Regions from separate parts of the Rattus norvegicus genome. Here region 2 is linked to region 1. A link is a contact called in public HiChIP or PLAC-seq data. All regions are on one chromosome and are shown on one strand. The core of a region is the stretch at or near the end of the contact, and the rest is flanking DNA. Distances in the headings are between cores, read along the strand shown. Region 1 holds the start of Trim8 (tripartite motif-containing 8). Region 2 holds the start of Arl3 (ADP ribosylation factor like GTPase 3).

Region 1 (7,883 bases), core at 2,691-5,190:
CTGCTCCTGTACCTTGGAAAATTCCAGTGCCCCTTTTCCACAGCACTAGCAAAAGGCCCTTTCAGGCAGATTCCCTCTAGCATAAAAAAAAAAAAAAACCAAAAAAAACCAGCTGAGGCGAAGCCTACTCCTCCTGGATAGCCTAAAGAGAAGGCAGGGTTTTCTAGTCAGTTCCTCAGGGCTCAGCTCCTCCCCAAGGGTGGGACCCCTACCTCTGCATTCAATAAGTCAGACTTCTAGAGATAAGGGACAACTGAAGGGTTTTTAAGCCTGGGGCAGCAGAGAGAATGGACGTGAGGAAGATAAGCTGAGCTCATAGAATTGCACATCTGGCCCTAATGCAACTCACTATTTCTGAGCTTGCCCCATAGGCACCAGAGTACATGCATACAGGCACGCATGTATGTGTGTACAACAGACACACACATTACAGAACTGCTGACAAAGTTCAGAACCTGATGAAAGGAATCCTCTAGCCCCAGGTACACTCTACAAGCAAACGCCACCCTTTCCTCCCAATACTAAGGCAGGACATACCCATTTGAGCCTAAGTGCAGACACACACCTAAGGATGCCCTCCTAATACCAAACCAGGTATGATTAACTTTTCATCCCTACCCCAAGACATCCCTAGCACTTAAGGAGTGCAAACACATGGAATATACCACATTCTCCACTGTTCCATTCAGTCCTACCCTTTCCCCCTCTACCCACTTTCTACAGCCAATCCCAGGACAGAGGGCTGGACAGCCATCTTTTCTCCAGCCTTTCCCTGCCTCCAACCCTATCATCTTTATTAATAGCAGCAGCTTCAATCCTGGGTAAAGTGTGGGCTCTGCCTAACTGGAGTCAGGGGAGGAGGACCCCGGGCTCCTCCACTTCCCCCGGACTTGGCCTTTCCCAACTGGTGGGGAGGAGTGACTCCACTTCTCCATCCCCCACACTTCCTTTAAGAAACCAGAGGCCTCTCCTGGCACAAAACCCCAGAGCTGGCCCATGCAATTGCAAACTAATTATACAGCAAATTTTGTTATCCCCGCCCTCAGCCTGCGGTGGCCCTTCTGCCTTTTGTTGGTTGTATATGTGTGGTTTTTAATTGCTAAACAGTGACTCATTTAGATTGGTCCCCTCCTTGTCTCCATCCAGCCCCCACAACCACGGAGGAAAGAACCCCCATAGGCCTGGCTTCCTCATACTGCAGTAGCCTCATTGGGCTCCAGGGGCCCCCACCCTAAACACACACTCCTAGTCCTACCAAACCCAACCTTGCTCCCTTAGCACCAGACCCCTAGCTAGAGCTTTCAAGATGGCACAGTCTTAGATCGACTCCTTCCTTTGGTGTGACTCAACCCAGAGAGGCAGGGGACCTGAGAGGAACCTGGGAGGAGCCCCTTCAGTGAAAGGGACAGAAGTATGCCCCACTCCAGTTCCCCAGCCAGGCCCAGAGGCCTAAGAGGGGGAAGGCCGTTTTGACATTGGCTGCTGCAGCAGGGTGTATACAATGGGAGGGGGGTGCGGTTCGTAATCACCCAGCCGGCAGCCCAAGGGAGCCAGCTGCCTGAAACCAGATTTCAACGCGGCTCAACCTTAAACCCACAGGATTCTTTTTCCGTCTTCCACGTCCCCTCCCCAAATGTGGGAGGGCTGTGTAAGAGGGCAGGGCTGGGAGGAAAGAGCCCAGGGTGAAGACGACACATACTTTAAGGTTTGTTCATGCCAGGCGCAGGCAGCAACCAAGTATATAGAGAGCAGCCTTAGCCTGGAGAGCGTCTACTAGGACGGATTGGAGGAGCTGACAGTCGGGGACTCCTCTGGACAGTCAGGCCTTGCCCAGCTGGATGCCAGAGTTCTGTTCTACCTCCGGAAGCTCACCCCCACCCCCAGTGTGTTTCCAATAGAGCTTAAAACTAACATGGCTGCTTTTGTTTACTTCCTCATTGGTATGCCAGCATCATGGATCATGTCAGCCACAGCAGCGGCACCAGGACACTCATTACATAAACAGCAGCTGGAGAAGCAGGACCGGGGTCACTGCCTTGGTGACTTCCCGTAGAGCTTACAGAAACAATGCAGGGGGAGGGAGCTGCGCAAAACAGAAAAGCAACACTCAAAACTACTTCTAACAGCTTCCCCCAATTCCATAAATGACTTGCAAGAGGGATCCCAAGGGCGCAGGTGCGAGAATGCATCCAGCAGCCGGGGCCTTTTCCCCAGGGCCTTGCCCCCTAAACTTTCACGGAAGAGTTTGGAAGAAGGCCTCTAGGCTAATGTCAAGAGAGTCAGCATGTACGGATGGGTGGCTCCCAGGCCGTATGTGTGAGTGTGTGTGTTCGCGCGCGCGTTCTGTGTACTTGCCCGTATCTCATTCCTCCGTATCTCCACGTCACACACCGAGTGTCCCTGATGCGCGCCGCTGTAGTAGCAGCAGTACTGGCACACCGCCACCTGCTCGGCCTCGCAGTGGTACAGGCGGTAGGCGTTGTGCTGCGGGCAGCTCCAGGCCCGCACGTCGTCCGCCTCCACCAGGAGGTGCCCGCGGGCGGTGGAGGGCTGCTGCAGGTGCGTCTGCACGTGAGACTGGCAGCAGGGAGCCTCGCAGCGCAGGCAGACCTTCTGTGCCGGCAGCGGGGGGCCGCGGCGACAGAACACGCAGTGCAGTGCCGTCGGGGGCTTCTCCACGTGCAGGGCGTTGAACTTCTCCACGATGTTGGTGAGCTTCAGGTTCTTCTCCAGGCCCGGCTTCTGATTGTAGGCCTGGTTGCACTCCGGGCAACGCACAAGGCCACTGTCCTTGGCCCAAGCCTCGCCGATGCAGCCCCGGCAGAAGTTGTGTTTGCACGGCAGCTGCACCGGTTCCACGAAAACGTGCAGGCAGATGGGGCAGATGAGCTCCTCCTCAAAGCAGTTCTTCCAATTCTCCGCCATGGCGGCTGCGGGCAGGGGGCCCGGGTAGACCTCTCTAACTCCCCAACCCTGGGGATCAGTCTGGTGCAGCTGAGGACCCACCAAGCCCGGAGCTCCGGTCCCCGCCGGCCGCGCCAGTCGCTCAGTCACCAGCGCCTTCCGCGTGCCCGCCCCCCAGAGGAGGGAGCCTGGGTCCTTGCGCCGCGCGCGCCGCCGGCTGCGTCTCCTCCTCCTGGCGAGAGCCTAGCGGGAGGCGGCGGGCTGCGCCAGGGCCGCGGCCCGGGCACCAGCCCTGGAGAGGAGCGCCGTGGTCCAAATTCCATATAACAGGCCGCCTTCCCGTCAGCGCGGCTAGGGCAGCGGCGGCTCGAGGCCTGCGCTCGGCCCCGCAGCTGGCATCGGGGCGCGCCCCGCGGCGCACCGAGCTGGGGAGCCGCACTCTTCCTTTGGCGGTGACGGTGGCTCCCTCTTGGCTGCTGCGAGCCGCGCCTTCCTCGCCTGGATCCCGGCGGAGGTCCGAGGGACCAGGAAATCTAGTTCGGCCGCGCCGAGGCTGGCTGGAGCCGGAGCCGGCGAGCAAGGCGCGCCGGCGGTCCCCGGGCTGTGGCGCGGGCGTCCCCCAGCTGGCCGGCCGGCTGCGGGTTGCAGGGCGCGGGCGGGCCGACTCCGGGGCGCTGCGTGCGCGCTGGGGCAGTCATTCAGATGAAATTCCAGTCCCCGGCCAGAGACACCAGCCCGCCTCTGCCTTCCTCCTCCCTTCACAAATAGAAACGGAAGGGGGAGGGAGAGAAGTGGAAAAAAAAAAAAAAAGGCAACCAGAGAGGGAGGGAGGGAGAAGCCCGGGAGGTGCTCCGGCCTGACCCCCTCGTCGCTACTTCTGCGCTCCCTGGAGGCCCCGCGCAGGGCGCCCCCTCCGCGGAGAGACCCCACTCCCTGTCCCCGCGCTGGGCGGGCGCCTCGCCTGCGCTGAGGAAAACAAGGATTGATCAAACTAGAAAGGAATTTTTCTCAACTGCTAATGAACAGGAGGCTCGGCTCCCGGCCCTCCCCTCCCCCCCGCCCGGCCCTCCCCCTTCGCCCCCCACCCCTCCCCCCCACTTTCTTTTCTTCTCGGCCTCTGCTCCGGCCTGGAAGGCTCCGGGCTGCGGTCGGAGCCAGCCTGGGGCGGCGGCGGGGCCAGGCCGAGCCTGCCGGGCCGGGTGCGTCCTCAGCGCCCAGCCATCTTGAGCTCCCAGCGGCCGCGGTGGGGACGGGGGTCCGGGCGCGCGCTCGAGGGTCCTGTAGCTCGCTTTTCCACCCCTCCCTTTGGTGGGATTTTTTTTTTCTCCAAGGGGAGGGCTGGTGGCCTCCAGCAAATTAGGAGAGAGAGAAGGAGAAAAATGCCAAGTCTTGATTTCTCTCTACCTCTGCTCCACCCATCCCGATCCTTTCCAAAAAAAAAAAAATCTTTTAAAAAGATTAGAATTGGAAGAAGTCGGCAGAACGGCGAGCGCCTATTGCCCCCAGCGCTGCCCGGGCGACGCGTCCGGGGCGGGCCCGCGCCCGTCGTTCTGTCCGTGGGTCCGTTTGTCCTCCCGCAGCTTCTCAAGTGAGGGGAGGGCGGGCACTCCGGGCAGGGTCTCCGCTGCGGCTGTCGCTTCAGAGCTTTATCCTTAGATCAAAAAAAAAAAAAAAAAAAAAGGAAGAAAAAAGGGGGGTAAAAAAGGAAGAAACCACCCCCCAGCCCGAACACTCTCATCACAGCCACCTTCAGCCATCTTGCGTGTATTATTTCAAGAATAATCTGTTTAATAGAAATAGCTGCGTCTCTGGCCCCCTTCTCCGCATCCTGGGGTCCCGCCCCCTTTTAATAATAATCCCGATAATAAAAATGATCAGCGGGCCGAGCAGTTAGAGGCTGCTTTTTCCTGCCTCGGGTCTCTCCGCTTTCTTCCCTCTAAGAAGGGACACTAGGGGCTCGCGCTGGGGCTGGGGGTGCGGCCCGCCGGTCCGGGCCACCAGCTCAGCGAGGAAGGGCGCTCTCGTCCCTGCCTGGAACAGCACGGGCGGGGGAAGAGCTTGGGCCCGCGAGACCCACTGACGGGGCACACTGGGCACACTGGGCACACTGTCTCTGGCCCCGGTTCGCAGCTGCCCCGCATACAATGGGTTAGAAGCAGAGTGAGGAGGGCAAGATGGGGGTGGGAGAAGGCAGAAGGATTGCAGCGCTCGGGGCTCCCGGATAAGGGCGATAGAAGCGCGGAGGGGGGGTCAGGGGTGTCCCTACATCAAGGCCGGTCCCGCTACTCGGAAAGGGGGCGGGGAGACAGGCGGGGTGGGGGGAGGTGAGGAGAAAGCGGCAGGCGGCGCCTTTAATCAGCACCCGCTGGTTCAGCCCACCCGGTACTAGCGAAATAAACGGGGAGGGGGAGGGGAGGGGTGTATTTTCCGGAAGTGCTGTTACAGCTGCTTAGATCCTTGGCCCCGCCCTCTTCCCTGTCTGGAATTAGGGCTGTTCCTAAAGCGGTTTGTGCTATTGGTCCCCAAGGAGAGACTCCTCCTCTTTAAGGCGTGGCGAACCTTCGTACTCTCACGTGACTTGCACCAACTTCGGTACATTAAACATTGCCGAGGGAGGGGCTCTAGCCGAGCTTCTTAAAAGGGCAATAATGCTGCTAGGCTGTGGGACCATTTTTTCCCGGGCCTCTTCAGCTGTAGCTCTTTTTACTTGAGAGCGAAGAAGGGTTGTCAATCAGTCCGCTCAAGTGTCTAGAGAAATTAGCAGGGAATTGCAAAGGTTCACCATGGAGCCCGATCTCTGAGATACTTTACCCTACATCTCAGAAGCTTAAAACTACCTGCTAGGAATCCCTTTTCCTATTCAGAAGACGCTTAAAGAACTGTGGACATAGCCCTGGTCAGTCAATGACTATAAAGTATAACAAAGACCTGTGACATCGGTGGAATTTTTCTAGGCCCAGGAAATTGCCTGGGAAGCTACATTTTTTTAAAATTTAAATATAGTTTCTGAGCATAAGAGGTACATGCAAGGGGTTAGGGATTTAGCTCAGCGGTAGAGCACTTGGCTAGCAAGCGCAAGGCCCTGGGTTCGGTCCCCAGCTCCGAAAAATAAATAAATAAATAAATAAATAAATAAATAAATAATAAATGAATGAATGAATGAATAAATAAAGAGGTACATGCAAAAGCTCTAAGTAAAAATGACATTTAAGCCCAGACCTGAATGCACAACAAGAATCATGCCCCTGACAGACAACCTGGGAAGCAGTACTCTCATCAAAAGGCAAAAACAAGGTTTGGGGATTTAGCTAGGCAAGCGCAAGGCCCTGGGTTCGGTCCCCAGCTCTGAAAAATAGAAAAAAAAAAGGCAAAACCAAATGCATGCGCTTATACCTGGGCAGGAAGAAGGCATCATGAGAGAGGGAGAAACAGGTAGGGACCAGAACACACAGGCTATTACCAGTCACAGGAAGTCATTTGGACTCTAAGCTGGTTCTGAGCCACTGGGTTTGGTATATATTGAAAAGAGAGCCAACAGAACTTATTACTGGATTAGCAATGGGGCAGAGAGAAATCCACATAGCAACCATAATAGGGGCGGGAAGAGGACCAAGATGGACTTATCATTCTATGTATACCCTGTTAGATATATAAATATGTGTTTATTGCCTCAATTATCTTGCACAATGTTTTATTTAGTTTGTGGTGGAGGTAACTGAACCCAGAGCCTTGACCAAGCTACAACCCCAGCCAGCCAGCCCTGTGTGTGTAGTGGTGTGTGGACACATTCAAGTCACCCCAGGGAGGCCAGAGCACAGCCTTGCTTAGGTGTTGTTCTCCAGGGTGCTCCCTCCAGTGAGTGTCCCCAGACTGTTAATGACTCTTTCAGAGGCCCTGTCTGTCTCCACTTCCCTGACAAGGGACTCACTTGACTTTTTACATGGACTCTGGGGATTCTACTCTGCTCCTCACATTTGCAAGGTTAAGCTATCTTGCCAGCCCCAAGTCCTCTATAAGTTTATTAAAGCATAGAATACTGGTCCACAGTTATGCTGACGAGTTCTCTGTCAACTTGACATAAGCTAGAGTTGATTTGAAAGGGGAAATCTCAATTGAGAAAATGCTCCTCCCGACTGGGCTGTGGACAAGCCTGTGAAGCATTTTCTAGATTGAGGATTGATGCGGGAGGGCCCAGCTCACGATGGTGGCGCCATCCCTGCCTGCACTGATGGTACCGGATTCTATTAGAAAGCAGGCTGAGCACACCAGAAAGTGGCTCCCCTCCATGGCTTCTTCATCTGTTCCTGCCTCCGAGTTCTTTCTTGAAGTCTGTCTTGACTTCCCTGGATGATACAAACTGTGAACTGACACAAACCCTTTCTTCCCTACTTTGGTTTTGGTCAGGATGTTTCATCATAGCCATGGAAACCTGAACCAAAACAATGCTCGTGGTGTCTAATATGATAACTCACTGACGCATATGTATAATGTGTAATGACATCTTTTTCTGGTGCTGCGTATGGATTAATACGCACTCATACTAGGATGTTAGGTAAATACTCCATCACTAAACTATATATCACAGAAGTCATATACAGAAGTGTGTGTGTGTGTTTGTGTGTTTGTGCGTGCAAGGATGAAGAGTCTCTAAGTTACCTAGCCTGCTTTAAACTTGACTTTGTAGGTCAGTCAGACCTTGAATTTGTAATCCTCCTGAGGATTACAAATAGCAGAGATAGGCTTGTGCCACTAGGTCTGGCTTGAAACTGTTTTTAAATGGCTCACAGAATTTGGGGCTCAACAAGAAACTATTTACTAAGAACCAGGAGATTCAATGAGCATTCTGTTCTGGTAGAGCATCTTGATTGGCTGGGCTAACAGCAGTGTGGCACAGAGGTATATCTATGGGCAGACTCAGTGAGGAAGTATGGACTAGATGTATAGATTTCAGAGACAATTTTTTAAAGATTTATTTATCT
Region 2 (7,883 bases), core at 2,065-4,564, 77 kb before region 1:
TACCAGGGGATCTAAAACCTCTTGACCTCTGTGAACACCAGACACTCAGGCAGTACACAAAGAGGCAGGCAAATACTTATATACAAGTCAAAGAAGGCTGAGCACAGCGGCACACCCCCCTAGTAATCTGAAAACTTGGGAGGCAGAGTCAGCTGGATCTCTGTGAGTTCAAGGAGAGCCAAAGCTACATATTGAGACTCTGTCTCAAACAAACCAAAACCAACCAACCAAATAAATAAAATAAAATGTTTCTTTGTTTTAAAACAAGTTCAGACAAATCTGGGTGATACATTGAAACAACCTGGGGGTGGGGGGGGGGGAGCCTGTTCACTCTCCAGAAATACAGTGGTGAAAGGAGGAAACAGACTCCAGCAAGTAGTCCTCTGACCCCACTCACAGGGTGTCAATCAACTCAGCCGCCCCGATGTCTATTAGCATACCAAAGTGTCTGCTGGCCTTCACCTCACTCATTCCCTGTGGCTCCTCCCAGCTCTTCTCACCCCACCCCTATCCTCAGCTCACTAGAAACAGCTTTCTTTCCTCTAGCTTCTCAGTCCTATAGAACACCACTCCTCACCCAGGCCCCCACCGCACCCCACCTCCCTCACCACAGAGAGAGAAGAAAAAAATAATAAAGCAGACTAGTAGTAGTCTTTGCAGAGAAAGCTCATCTCCTCTAGCAAGCGGTACCAAAGCTCAAAACAGAACCATAGGCATAGTTCTAAGATAGAATACTTGTCCTGTAGGCACTAGGCCTTGGGAGATCCAGGCAGCTCAAAACTCTGCAAGACCAGACCAAAGACCACTGACACAGTAGCCTACTCTCTGTCAGGTTGCCTAGAGCAAGCAGGAGAATGACAGTAATAATTAAACCAGTAGGATCAGGCCCATGTTTCCAGACACTCATCTGACTCCAAGGTGACAGTGAAAACGGATACCATACCACCAGAGAGGAATCTGAATGTGACCTTTCCCATAAAAGAGCCCCACTGTGGAGACCAATAGATTAGTAGATAAATGGGAGGGGGCTCTCTAATCTAACCACGCACCTTGGGCCTCTGCTTTCTCTTTCTTTTCATTTTTTTTTTTTTTTTGTTTTGTTTTTTTGAGACAGGGTTTCTCCATGTAACCCTGCCTGTCCTAGTAGACCAGGCTGGCCTCAAACTCAGAAACCTAGATGCCTCTGCCTCCCAAGTGCTGGGATTCAAGGCATGCATCACCACCACCTGTCTAGATTAGTCAAGATTCGGGATTGGCATTTTTTTTTCTCCAAGGATCTGATACAAGTATGCAGGCAGCAGATGTTCTGATAGTTTTAAAAACTTTGAGGGAGAAATGGCTCGGCAGTTAAGAGCAATTGCTGCTCTCACAGAGGACCTGGGTTCAATTTTCAGCACCCACATGATGACTGACAGCCATCCATAATTCCAGTTCCAGGGTACCAAAGACACATGTGGAGCATTACATACATGTAGACAAAACACTCATATACATAAAGCAAAAAAAAAATTTAAAGGTTTTATAAAAAGTACTTTACTTGATTGTAAAAAGACCTGAAAACTAGCAGGGCATAGTGATTCACACTATGTACCAAGTACCCATGAGTACCCAGGAAGGAGGCAGATCTATGTAAATTTCAGGCTAGTGTGGTCTACATAGTGAGTTTCAGGCCAGCCAGAGTTACATAGTAAGAATCTGTCACAGGGGCTGGAGACATGGCTCAGAGGTTGAGAGCACTGACTGCTCTTCCAGAGGTCCTGAGTTCAAATCCCAGCAACCACATGGTGGCTCACAACCATCTGTAATGGGATCTGATGCTCTCTTCTGGTGTGTACTCACATACATAAAATAAACAAACTAAAAAAAAAAAAAAAAAAAAAAGAATCTGTCTCAGAACAATGACGACAATAAGCCTGAAAACCCATACTGGAAAAATCTGCTTTTGTTTCAGTAATCTTAACTAGGTTGGTGGAAGAGGTGAAGCCTGAAACCCGGATTAAACTATTAATAATATGTAGCCCTTTCTTTGCGACAGGAATTGCTCTATGTACTTGACATGCTCGGAAAGATAGGTAACTGGTACACGTGCATCAGCAGACATCCAGAGATACCACTTCTACCTAAACTATCAGCTGTTAGAAGAGTTCTCTGTTTACTAACAGATATAAACAGCTCTGAGGAGAGGGACGTAGTGTAGCTCAGTGGCAGAGAAGGCTTGCCTGCCCAGTACAAATCTCTGCCTCCTGAGTTCAGTCCTGGAGGGCAAACGGCATTCCTACCTGAGCCACAGTGTTTACAAGCAACACTATAAAATAAAGGGTTTACAAGTTAGTTCAAGTCCGGACTCTATCATCTACACCTAGGGCTGCAAGGAAATTAAACCTCGTATAAGAAACATTCCACTAGGAAGAATGCAATTTCCACGACGGCAGGTTGTACTCCAGTGTCAAGAACCCGACCTGCCACAAAGGTAAGGGTAACTTTCCAGTGGTCCCGCTTGCAGTCCAACATGGCTTTACCAAAATCCAGAGGATCCCAGACAATTTAACACTCCCGATGCCGGCTAACCTCAATGCTAGGGACTGGTTCCTAACCTGCCTATCGCCCTCTCTCAGGGGACCTCCCCCAACCCAGCAGAAATCACCTATCCTGGAGATAGACACTCAGCCCACAACTTCTGAGCCCTAAATCCTGACACCCGAAGACAACGAGGTTCAGAAGAGAGGAATCCACTGGAGCCCTGGTCCGTCCCTCCCGCCACGCGGCTTCTACAGATGCAAGTCCAGCACGCAGTGCCTGGCAGCCACCACAGAAGGGAGCCAGGCTCCCTTCGGAGGCGCGGGGAATAGGAGTAGCTGTGCTTTTGGCTTGCACTTGAGGACTCTTACCTGGTCCCAGAGGGGATGCAGCCCGCGACAGCCACCAGACGAAGCTGACTAGGAAAGCAGAACTGAAGTGTCGCGGCTAGGCCCGGGAACCACCCCCTCGCCCTACGCCCACCTTTCCGACCAATCACAGGCCACAGGCTCCGGCCAGCCACGTGGGCGGTTTTGCACCTCCCGCAGGCCCGCTCGCCAGCTCGCCCCGCCCTCCCGCCACTCCCGAGACCGCCTGCGCAATGGGCGGGTGCTTTGGCGCGCTTGCGCACTTTGGGTAGAGAGGAGCAGAACCCCGCCCCATCCCGCTGCTCTGCTCCTTCGCTGTGCGTGCGAGGGACGTCAGGGGCGGCGCCGCAGCAGTTACCCCTGGTAACGGGGGAGGCAGGAGGAGGAGGCGGAGGAGGAGGAGGAGGAGGAGGAGGAGGAGGGACTCGGCTTGAGGATGGTGAGTGTGGGGGCCCCGGCCCTTCAGAGCTGACCAGTCACCCCCCCCTCCTGTCCCCAGGCCCAGGGCGGGGCGCTGCTCTTAAAGCGGAGGAGGACGTGGGATGGAGCTCGCCTTGCTCTTTCGGGTTCTAGATCGGTTTCAGGGGCGAAGGAGGAGCCCCTAAAGTGGGCCTGGAGGGAGGCCTAGGCCTAGGGAGAAAGGAGGGGTTTGCGATGGATCCGAGGCGTGGAGAGGGTACTTTAGTGCTTCTCTGGCGGGGATGAAGCCTAGCACCATCATCTTTCTGGGATGAAGGCGGCTCTGGAACTGCGGAGATCAGGCCGGGCTCACAGGCTTAGATCATACTGCAGAGCCGACCTCTCGGAGCCTCGGGACTGTGGGGTCCATCTGAGACCCGGCCAAAAGTGGGAGAGGCGCAGCGCTACGGTCTTTGAGATCACCCTCGTGGCACCAGGGAGCTGTAACCTAGTTTTCCTTTCCTAGATGCTCGCGTCTCTGAGTGAGAGAGGTGTGTAGGGAGTAAGTCCCAGGACAATAAGAGGTACCGCTGGAGATGAATGTCCCTGTGGTAGGTGCGCTCCTGCAGTCCCAACTTAGTCGCTGAAAGTTCTGCGAAGGTCTAATGGTTGTTGACGACCGATTTTTCGTTCCGTATTTATTCCATGTTGATAGAAGCAAATGGTCTTCGCCTCAAATGAGAAATAGAGAGTGAGCATCAATTTGAAACAAGCCTGTTCTCCGTTAGCCATAATTAAGGCCTTTCCAAAGTGTAAGTTAGGGTGTGTGACAGATTTGACGGGAGACACTCAGTTCCTTGTTGATTTTTTTTAAATTATTATTTTATTTACATGTGTACCAGTGTTTACCCTGTGTGTATGTTTGTGCACCACGTGTGTGCCTGGTTCCTGCAGAGGCCAGAAGAGGGCTTTGATGGAGCTGGAGTTATGGATGTCTGGGAACCGTCATGTGGGGACTGAACATCATGAGCGTTACTGAACATCTATCTGCCCTCCTTGTTAATTTTATACGCGGTAGATGGAGTAAAAACGAAGTTACGGGGAAATTAATATTTTTAGAGCTAGTCAAAGAAAACTTGATTTTAAAGCACTTAGTTTTTTTTTGTTTGTTTGTTTGTTTGTTTTTCGGAGCTGGGGACCGAACCCAGGACCTTGCACTTGCTAGGCAAGCGCTCTACCGCTGAGCCAAATCCCCAACCCCGATTTTAAAACACTTAGAACAGGTTGGTTGGCTTACTAAAGCTCAGAGCCAGTTACTGTTGCTTCTCTCATACACCACATTATTTTTGTAAAAATTTGGGGCCGCTTCTGTTGACTTAAGCCTAGTACTAGGGGTATAGCTTACTGGGTAGAGGTTTGCTTAGCAAGCATGAAGTCCTGAGTAAAACCATAGATGGGCAGGGGCTAAATTACACATCTGTTTTGGTATAATTATTGATCGAGTAAATTTTGACCAAAAAAATTTACAATGTCAAATTATTTAGTAGAATTATTTAATCTTAGGTTGTCAATCACACTTCATGCTTGTTACATTTACAGTTATTTCTAACCTCAGGCTAAACAGATTTTAACAAGCATTTTCTTTTTATTATTTACATATGAGCTGCCCATTTAAAGGCTGGGATTGTCTTAACAAATGAGTGCAGATATAAATATTTACACAGAAAATAAACAGATTTGAGAAAGGGGCCCTGCAACCCCTGTAACCTCAGCACTTGGGAGGTAGAAGGAGGAGCAGGAATTCAAGACCAGCCTGGGCTACATAAGACTCTGTTTCGTAATGAGTAGGTAATTTTTAAATTAATGGAAATAATTAGAACTGCAATTAAAAGACCTTGCCAGGATGTGTGTGGTGGCTCCTGCCTGTAATCCCAGTCCTCTCCATGTTAAATTAAGAGGATCACCATGAGTTAAGAGGCCAACCTGGACTACAGTTTCAGGTCGGCCTCAGCTAGATGGAGACCCTGCCCCAACAGCCATCCCCTTAAAAGAAAGAAACACATGCCAAACCAGGAGAAAATAAATGAGAAACAGTTTACTAACTTTCTTCAGTTTTTCAATTAAGTAGAGTACATAATTTTATGACTGCTTAATTTATAATTATAGGTCACAGTAAATGAACCACTGCTTGTGTTTCTAGGTGCAAATTGGCACTGTATTTAAGTATATAACAAATTGACCGTGTATATACAGATAAATATATATATATATATACACACACATATATATATATATATATATATCTTAGTGTTTTGACTGCAAACATGTATGTACACCGTAGGCATGTCTTGTGTCCAAGGAGGCCAGAAGAGGGCATTGCATCCACTGAAGCTACAGTCAGTTTTGAGCCACGGTGTGGGTGTTGAGAACTGAACTCCAGTTCTCTACAAGAGCAGTGAGTGCTTTTTTTTTTTTTCTATGTTGAATATTTTGTCTACCTGTACATATATATACCACATGAATCCCTCATGCCTTCAGAAATTAGGAGAGGGCTTCGAATCCTTTGGAACTAGAGTTACAGGCAGTTGTGAGCCACCTTGTAGAGGCTGGGAATAAGACCTGGGTCCTCTGTAAAAGCAACAAGTGCTCTTAACCACTGAGCCTTCTCTCCAGTCCAAAACAATTTTTTAAAAAAACTATTGGATTTATTAATTTTATTTGATCTGTCTTTTGCCTGCCTGTATGTGTGTGCACCACATAATACTTGCCGCCTTCAGAGGAGAACACCAGAACCCTGGGCGCTGGGTTACTGCTGTGTGGGTGCTAGGAACTGAAGCACGGTCCTCTACGAGAGTAAATGGACTCTTTATTTTATGTATATGAGTACAGTGTAGCTGTCTTCAGACACTCCAGAAGAGGGTATCGGATCCCATTACAACATGTAGTTGCTGGGAATTTAACTCAGGACCTCTGGAAGAGCAGTCAGTGCTCTTAACCGCTGAGCCATCTCTCCAGCCCCCAAAACAAATGTGGTGGCACACACCTTTGATCCCTTCACTCATAAGACAGAAGCAGGTAGTTATCTGAACTAGAGGCCAGCCTGGTCTGCCAGGGTTATATTACGAAGACTACCCTCTCAATATCAGAGAGAGAGAGAGAGAGAGAGAGAGAGAGAGAGAGAGAGAGAGAGAGGCGCGCTAGGCAATACCTTTAGTTCCAGAACTTGGGGAGGGAGAAGCATGTGGATAGGGATCTCTGTGAGTTTTTAGGCCAGCCTAAAGAGATGGCTCAGTGGTTAAGAGCTACAGTGTTTCCAGGACAGCCAAGGCTATGCGGAGAAAAATCCTGTCTCAAAAAATCAAAACCATAAGGTAGGTGGTGGTGGCGCTGGCCTTTAATCTCAGCACTTGGGAGGCAGAGGCAGGGAAATCTGTGAGTTGGAGGCCAGCCTGGTCTATAGAGAGTTCCAGGACAGCAGGGGCTGCACAGAGAAAAACCAACAACAATAACAAACCCAAACAGAAAGAAGGAAGGAAGGAAGGAAGGAAGGAAGGAAGGAAGGAAAAGAAGGAAGGAGAAAAAAAGAAAGTAGGGCAAATTAGTTGAGATTATCTGATTTTACAAATTCATTTTTTCTTCAAACATATAAGTTATTTTTAGAACTGGAAATAGAACACTGGGTTTAAACAGTCAGTGTCATGTTTAAGTGTGTCATGTCTAGTATCCCATGAGCTCCTATGGTTAACTGTACAATTGAAAGTGAGTGATGGGCTGGAGAGATGGCTCAGAGGGTAAGAGCACTGACTGCTCTTCCAGAGGTCCTGAGTTCAATTCCCAGCAACCACATGGTGGCTCACAACCATCTGTAATGGGATCCGATGCCCTCTTCTGGTGTGTCTGAAGACAGCGACAGTGGACTCACATACATGACAAATAGATTTAAAAAAAAAAAAAGTGAGCGATGACAGACATAGTGGTACATGCCTTTAACCCAAGCATTTGAGAGGCAGGCACATCTCTGTGAGTTCAAAGCCAACCTGGTCTACATAGCAAGTTCCAGGACAGCCAGGGCTACATAGGGAAATCCTGTCTCAAAAAAATAAAAATGAAAAGAAGAAAGAAATAGACAAAGAGGAACTGGAGAGATGGCTCAGCAGTTAAGAGCACTGACTGCTCTTCCCGAGGTCCTGAGTTCAATTCCCAGCAACCACATGGTGGCTCACAACCATCTGTTATGGGATCTGATGTCCTCTTTTTTTCTTTCCTCAAAAGGAAAGAAAAGAAACACGGGACTGGGGGCTGGGGATTTAGCTCAGTGCTAGAGCGCTTACCTAGGAAGCGCAAGGCCCTGGGTTCGGTCCCCAGCTCCGAAAAAAAAGAACCAAAAAAAAAAAAAAAAGAAAAAGAAAAAAAAGAAACACGGGACTGGCAGAGGGGTTCTCTCCAGCTCTATACTTTAAAAACTTAACAGTGTTCTGAGCGGCTTCCGTGTGTTCTTCCTCACAGTGTCACCTTATTCAGTCCTCTCCCTGTTCCTCGTCAGAGTTCATCCTTCTCCCTTTCTGCGTGGAGTCAGGGCAGCTGAGCACAGTCTGAAGG

What was found. HiChIP or PLAC-seq counts read pairs in DNA pulled down with a chosen protein or histone mark.
Region 2: an H3K27ac HiChIP or PLAC-seq map of oligodendrocytes shows a contact between it and region 1, with 2.8 times the contacts expected there. The contact joins the promoter of Arl3 here to the promoter of Trim8 in region 1. A contact is called at or near these places in 1 of 12 Hi-C or Micro-C datasets (mammary epithelial cells) and 1 of 1 datasets of contacts at active chromatin or transcription factors (oligodendrocytes).

What each region holds. Positions count from the first base shown.
Region 1 is chr1:255,307,096-255,314,978 of GRCr8, reverse strand. It overlaps Trim8 (tripartite motif-containing 8), which reads right to left and starts at 3,940. Exons shown (of 6, transcript NM_001128083.2): 1 at 2,356-3,940. The coding sequence starts at 2,925.
Region 2 is chr1:255,383,518-255,391,400 of GRCr8, reverse strand. It overlaps Arl3 (ADP ribosylation factor like GTPase 3), which reads left to right and starts at 3,314. Exons shown (of 6, transcript NM_022700.2): 1 at 3,314-3,324. The coding sequence starts at 3,322. It overlaps Sfxn2 (sideroflexin 2), which reads right to left and starts at 2,973. Exons shown (of 4, transcript NM_001013072.2): 1 at 2,889-2,973.